2 separate regions of the Oryctolagus cuniculus genome follow, and region 2 is linked to region 1. Evidence: chromatin contacts called from public Micro-C data. All regions are on one chromosome and are shown on one strand. Each heading gives the region's core, a stretch centred on a gene start, on an enhancer-like site or on the middle of the called end of the contact. The rest is flanking DNA. Distances are from core to core; before and after follow the strand shown.

Evidence for each region. A called contact is a pair of places that touch in the nucleus more often than the background predicts.
Region 2: a Micro-C map of ear pinna shows a contact between it and region 1, with 6 times the contacts expected there. The contact joins the promoter of ROMO1 here to the enhancer-like site in region 1. A contact is called at or near these places in 2 of 6 Hi-C or Micro-C datasets (ear pinna and an unstated tissue).

What each region holds. Positions count from the first base shown.
Region 1 is chr11:22,146,724-22,150,017 of mOryCun1.1, forward strand. All of the region lies in intron 2 of EPB41L1 (erythrocyte membrane protein band 4.1 like 1), which reads right to left. Among named protein-coding and RNA genes, the nearest start is that of EPB41L1, 38 kb to the right of the region's middle. Within about 2 kb of position 1,623, at least 1 of the 8 cell types and tissues checked has an H3K27ac peak or open chromatin away from gene starts, as enhancers often do. A contact at or near this core is called in ear pinna, where this site is marked.
Region 2 is chr11:22,507,520-22,510,813 of mOryCun1.1, forward strand. ROMO1 (reactive oxygen species modulator 1) reads right to left here and starts at 1,680. Exons shown (of 2, transcript NM_001171498.1): 1 at 1,550-1,680; 2 at 560-668. The coding sequence starts at 1,680. The coding sequence ends at 560. NFS1 (NFS1 cysteine desulfurase) reads left to right here and starts at 2,031. Exons shown (of 13, transcript NM_001171334.1): 1 at 2,031-2,127; 2 at 2,687-2,781. The coding sequence starts at 2,031.

The sequences.
Region 1 (3,294 bases), core at 373-2,872:
CCGACCCCGTGGTCGTGGACTCCTGTTCTCAACTCCCCGGCTGAGCGGCTCTGCAGATGCTCAGCGGGACGCAGCCTGTGCTGGGATAACAGAAGCAACCAACGTGGCCGACTCAGCCACCCAGCGGCCTGCACCAGGGGCCGAGCCCCGACCCCCGACCCTGCAGCCTTTGCAGACCACCGGGGCCTAGAGACACGTGGGCGCCCAGCTACGTTCACACCATGCACCAGCAGTGACACCTGAATGCAGCCCAGGACCACGGAGCTCCCTGTCCCACTGGAGGGGCCGCTGTCCTCTGCTGTCCCTGTCTCTGCCGCAGCCAGTTTGACAGTCAAATGTCAACAGTCCGCCCCCAATTCCAGCAGGCGGCCTTATGGAAAGAGCGAGACAGATCTGGGTTCAAATCCCAGCCCCACAACTTCCTTTATTTAGTAGAAGACAACGGGGCAGAGGCGGAGAGCTCGGGTTACGGCGTCTCTGCTTCGGTCTTCTCTTCTACAAAGCCTGTCTCACCTGTCACTCAGGCACAGGATGAGACAGACAGGAGCTGGCTCTGCTCTGGAGGAGGCAGCCGCTGAGTGACAGCTGTGGTGCTAGTCTTATTTATTTATTAATTTATTTGAAACACTTACTTATTTATTTGAAATGCAGAGTTACAGAGAGCGAGGGAGAGACAGAGAGACAGAGATCTTCCATCTGCTGGTTCATTCCCCAAATGGCTGCAACAGCCAGGGCTGGGCCAGGCCAAAACCAAGAGCCGGGAGCTTCTTCCTGGGCTCTGGTGTGGGCCACCCTCCACTGCTCTCGCAGGCCATTAGCAGGGTGCTGGATTGGGGGAGCAGCCGGGATTGGGACTGCAGCGTCCCGGGTGGTGACTCTATCTGCCACACCACGGTGCCAGCCCTGGTCATTCGAATCTGTAATGCCACGATCAGGAGATGCGTGACCGTGGTGTTTCAGCAGACGGCAGGAACTTGCCTTGGTCTGAGTTCCAGCTCGCTCAGTTCCCTTCAGGAATCTCTGGGTGTGAAAGCTGACCAGGGCCCCACTGTACAGACAATGGAGTCGAAACCCAGCTCAAGGTCATGGGGCAAATTCACGAGAGCGCTGAGCTATACCCCAGATCTCTTGATTTCCCCCAGCCTTAGTCCCGGGGGCCAGCTAACTGCCCAGTGCCACGTTTGTACGCGGACTTGAGGGGAGGGGACGGTGACCTTTTGGGTCCCAAATACCAAAATGTAGCTGACCTCAGCCAGAACGGGACAGGGGCAACCTCGCGGCAAGCCAGGCCAGAGGCAGGGTGGTGCCCCGTGCCGGCGGACCAGGCCAACTGGGCCGGCAGCCAGAGTGGCGCCGTCGGCACAGCTCAGGGCCCTCTCACCCGCCACATAATAAAGTAATTATGGGATTAGGGATAAAATTAGTCACTTGTGTAATTATTTTCCTAAGAACAAGAGCAGAAAGGGCCTTTTTACAGAGCTGCTCCTTGGCCCTCCCGAGAGTATTCAAGCAGAGATGCAGATGAGCACGCGCGCGCACACACACACACACACGTGCACGTGCACGTGCACACAGCAAGGGCAGTACATGGAGGGGGCACTGGCCCTCCGTGGCAGGGCCTCCCAGAGGGTCTCTCTCCCCAGTGTTTGCCTCACTGAACACCATCGCAAGTCCACTGCCTCCCTGCCGGGCCCCTGCCCGCGGAGTCCTGTGGGACAGTCCCCAGCCACAGCGTCTCAGGCCCAGGCTGCCCCGCGTCCCCTTGATCTTGGGGGCTGCTGACACAACAGCGGCAGGACCTAGGGGTCCACTAAACCCAGAGCCATCCCTAGCATTGGCCACCGTGCTAAGCAGCATGTCCAGGTCCTTGTGCCCAGAACCTGTGAAAGGGTCCCCCCACAGGACCACAGGGAGTCAGCGGGTGCGACCCGTGAAGCACTTTGAGAGGGTGAGACAATCTCAGATCGTCCAGACAGAACCACTGCGATCACAGGGTCCTCGGAAGACAAAGAGGGAGGCAGGGGAGGCAGAACCAGGGACGTGACAACAGAAGCAGAGAGTGGGGACCGGCGCTGTGGTATAGTGGGTAAAGCCGCTACCCGCAGTGCCGGCATCCCATACAGACGCCGGTTCGAGTCCCACTGCTCCACTTCCGATCCAGCTCTCTACTAATGGTCTGGGAGAGCAGTGGAGGATGGTCCAAGTGCTTGGGCCCTTGCACCAGCATGGGAGACCCAGAAAAAGCTCCTGGCTCCTGGCTTTGAATCAGCGCTGCTCCAGCTGTTGTGGCCACTTGGGGAGTGAACCAGTGGATGGAAGACCTCTCTCTCTCTGCCTCTCTGTAACTCTGCCTTTCAAACAAAATAAATAAATCTTTAAATAAATACATCGTCAAGAAGCAGCAGCAGAGTGGAAGAAGGCTATGGCCAAGGGACCCGGGCAGCCTCAGAGCCTGCCCTTGCCACTCCACCTGCGCCAGGTTGTCAGCCCCCTAAGGCCGCTTTGCAAACATCCGCCCCCCAGAACCCCAGGGGAACACAGCCGCGTGTGTCGAGCCACTGGGTGTGTGGTGTTTTGTAGCAGCAGCGTCAGGAGCTAACACAGCTGCCTGAGGAGGGAACCAGGGAGTCCACCTGTTCCCGCAGGTTGAAACCCTCAAGGAAACGCCCACCTCAGCCCAGGGAGACCCTGGGGCCCAGAAGCCCTCTGAATATGCCTGCAGGAAGGGGCCTGGCTGGGCCCCCGCTCAGGCTCGCGTGGACGTGGGGCACCCGGGCGCAGGCTGTGTGCTTACCCCGCCACACGGCAGGTGAATCACTGCGCGGCCCAGCCCCCAGCTGAGGAAATCGGCTCAAGGGTTAGAGAAGGGCCTCCGTGAAACTAGGCCGCCCCCTCCGCGCTGTCCCGCCTCCCACCCCAGGGGGAGCTGGGGGAGAAATCGAGAACCCTGCCTGCCCTTCACCCAGACGCCGCGGGCTCTGGGCACGGCCTGAGGAGCGGCCACAGCTTTGGGCCAGAATCCCCCCAGGGAGCCTGCCCAGTCTGAAATATGGCCAGGGTGCCCTTAGGCTAAACCCCAGAGCCCAGCCACCGCCAGACGTCCAGCCACAGGAGAAGGGATGAGCAGCTCACGAATTTCGGGGCGTTTCTCTGTACCAACACAGGCTCCGGCTCCGACCTCGAGCTAAGTGGACCGGGAGGGTCATGGCTGCGCAGGGCAAAGCAAAGCAGATGGTTGGAAGGAAGCATGCCAAACCCCCAACAAGTCTGGAGTGATTCTTTTTCTCTCCCTAT
Region 2 (3,294 bases), core at 430-2,929, 360 kb after region 1:
GATGAAGATTCAGTTTGTGGCTTCAGCTTGTCTACTGTTGGTTTGTGGTCATTAGAGTGAACACATGGATGGGTGATGTGTATCTAATTTTTAAGAAAACGAGTTTTGCCAGTAGGCAAGCTCGAAAAGTAGTTTATGTTTGGAATGTTTTATAATGGTTATTTTCTCTGATAATGGGTAACAGCTGTATTTTAGAATGAACATTACATCACAAAATGTTTGCAGCATGTGATTTTGAGGAACACAGACTTAACATTTTTCACTTTCAAAATAGCACCAATCCTACAGAGTTGAATTGTGTGAATAGGATCAGTGGAAGGGGCTGGGTATCCTAGAAATTCCAAAGTTTGGATTAATAGAATCAGGTTTCAAGAAAGACACAAACTCTGCTTTATCATATCACCCTGCCTCTTCAGTTAACAAGATCTTTATGCTGGATAATGGGCAGATCGAATAGCAAAATAATGCCTCTAAGATACAGGCTAGTCAAAGATGATTTTATTGTACACACGCTGGGACTGATGGGAAGTGTAGCTGTAGTGGGGAGCCATTGCCCTGGTTAGCAACGGATCCCCATTCCAATGGCCATGAATGTGCCAAACGTGCCGCCACTCTGCATCATGGTTTTCCCAATGCCGCCCATCAGCTCGCGACCCCGCATTCCGATCCTGAGGAGGAAACCAGGATGGGGACATTTGGGAACAAAAATTTTTGACCATTTGTTCGTTTCCACTCTGGTAATATATTGAGCCCTGTTAAAATCTAGACATCTCTATCTTAAATCCGATCTCTTTCCATCTAGGGTAATAAGAAGAAAGATCCATTAGTGTCTACAGGACATTCTTAGGGCCAACTGCCTGTAGTTTACTGGTGGCAGCAGACATGGGGTGAAGTACATGTGCTGATTTTGACTTCAGGCTCTATATGATCCAATAACGACACCTATCTTTAGACACCGTTTTCTGGTATTAGATTTGAGTGAGACCCAGGTTGGAGACTGTTCTGCAAATTCACAGGCTGTATTAGTATTACATTTGCCGGAATGTTTTGACAACTACAGTAGTTTAGCACCAGTAAATCCTCAGTAAACGATAGTTCGTAATGTAGGAAAATGGGAATAACTTTTTCAAGTGGTAAAGTGACTTTCAAGTATGGAGTATATCTGCTTCATCTGTACATCGTTTTCAAAGACAGTAGAGCCGCTTAGCAAGTTTCATTTTGCCCACTCAGAACAGCAGTAGCAACCATTTACTGAGTACTTAATTAATACGTGCCAGATGCTGTGCTTGATTTCTGCCTCTCCCTGAGCTGGTGTTACCGACCTCACCCTACACTTGAAGAGACTCAAGTCTCCAATTTGTCTTAAGTCACCAAACCAGCAGCCGAACGACTCTGGAGCTCAGATTCTTAGGCTCGGACGCCTTGAACCCGAGTCTCCTGGCTGCACGCGGTCAGGACAGCTGGGAACTGGAACGAAGGACGCGCCACTGGGGCTGCGAGCCGGGCGGGTTCCGCGGCGCCGCCCGGAGATTTCCGCTGCGCTCCTCACCTGAGACAGGAGAAGGTGCCGAAAAGCGCCCCGGCCGCCATGCCCACGGCGCAGCCCATCACAAAGCCCATCTTCACACGATCGAAGCAGCTTGGCTGCGATTGTCCGTAGGGACCCACGGCCACCGGCATCTGCGGAATGCGAGAGAGGAAAGTGCGGGCCTAGCCGCCAGCCCGGGAGTCGGGCAGGGCGGGGAGCGGGCCCAGGGGTTCGGGGAAGTCAAAGGAGGGGAATCAGCGCGCTGCCCGCCTCCACCACCATCTTCGCGTTCGGGCTCCCGCGTCGCGCGGTCGCGGGGCTCACACGGCCCCTCCTCACCTCGCTCGCGGCCTCGGTCGCTCAGCAGTACGTCTCACACGGGAAGCAGGGCGGGGCGCGCGCGTGGCCCGAGGAATCGCTTCCGGTGCGCGAGGCAGCACTTCCGGGAGCCTGGGGCCGAAGTCGGCCGCCGCTCCAGGTGGTGGGCTCGGCCGCCGCGACCATGCTGCTGCGATCCGCCTGGCGGCGGGCGGCCTCGGCGGTGACCGCGGCCCGAGGGGCGAGGCCTGCGGTGCCCACCCGGGAGCTGCGCCTGCGCGGTACGCTCCTGGGCTCTTCGCTGCCACTCTCCCTGGAGGCGCGCGTCTTTGCCCCTGGGCGCCACTACGCACTTGGATATTCTGGAACCTCCTTGTCCGGCCCGGCTGCCTTAGAGCCTCTGCCCTTTGCCGTCCGCCGCGCTCAGTCTGTCTGCGCAGCAGACCTGGACAGCCTACGAGGCTCGTCCTTCGGACCGCCCCAGCCGTCTTTTGGAGACGCGGTCCGCGGCTTCTTCCCAGCCCGCTACCTCACCTGCTCTGTCTCCGCATTCCTTCTACGGGGCTTTACCCTTGAGAGTTCTTCTCACTCCCAACCAGGGAATTTAAATATCGCCCCAGCATCTTCCTCCAAGAACCGGCTCCCGCCTTACCCCTTACCACCTTTCAGAGGGTCCCGAGCTTCTCTGATGCTGTGTTCCTTCCCTTCCCGTTTGACCCCGGCATCGCTCGAATTTACCACCGCCTTCATCCCGCTTTCACCTCCCGCCCTGACGGCAGCCCGGCGTCCTCCGCCGCAGGCTCTCACTTGGCCGCTCCGTTCCTTCTGTTTTTCTGACAGTGGCGGACCATGCTCCCTCAGGCACAGCCGCTGCTCCGGAGGTGGAGGCAGTGCTGCGACCTCTCTATATGGATGTGCAAGCTACAACTCCTCTGGTAAGAAGGGAGCGGCAGCTTTCCCCAGGGCTGTCCACAGGAAGTGAGCAGTGGAAGTGACAGTGCCCAGAAATCGCTGGATTCTTGTAGACGTGAGAGCCCTTTGAGATGTGCCGGCAAGTGCCTCCAGCCGGGACTCAGGAGGCTTAAACCGCAGTCCACGAGAAGTGGCTCTGCCGTTGGATTTAGGCAGGCAGGGCAGGCACGATGGAAGTGGTTACAGTAAGCATGGGCTCTTGAAGTTAGCAGGAGTACCATCTCATAGCTAGGTGAAATTGGGCTGGTATCAAATCGGTTAAAAGACACAAAGCAGCCCAGCATATGGTCAGCACTCGAGAGTTAATGAAAATTTTCATCTCTGTGTGACAAGGGGCGTTTGCCTGGGCTCTGTCGTGTCCCAGCCCCTCAGAGGTCACATTTTCTGGCAGGAATGGAAAAACTTGCAGCAACAGCCATCAGCCCTCAGAACAAGGAAGTGTTTGTAGACCATGGAGGAGATGATAGAGAAAGGGC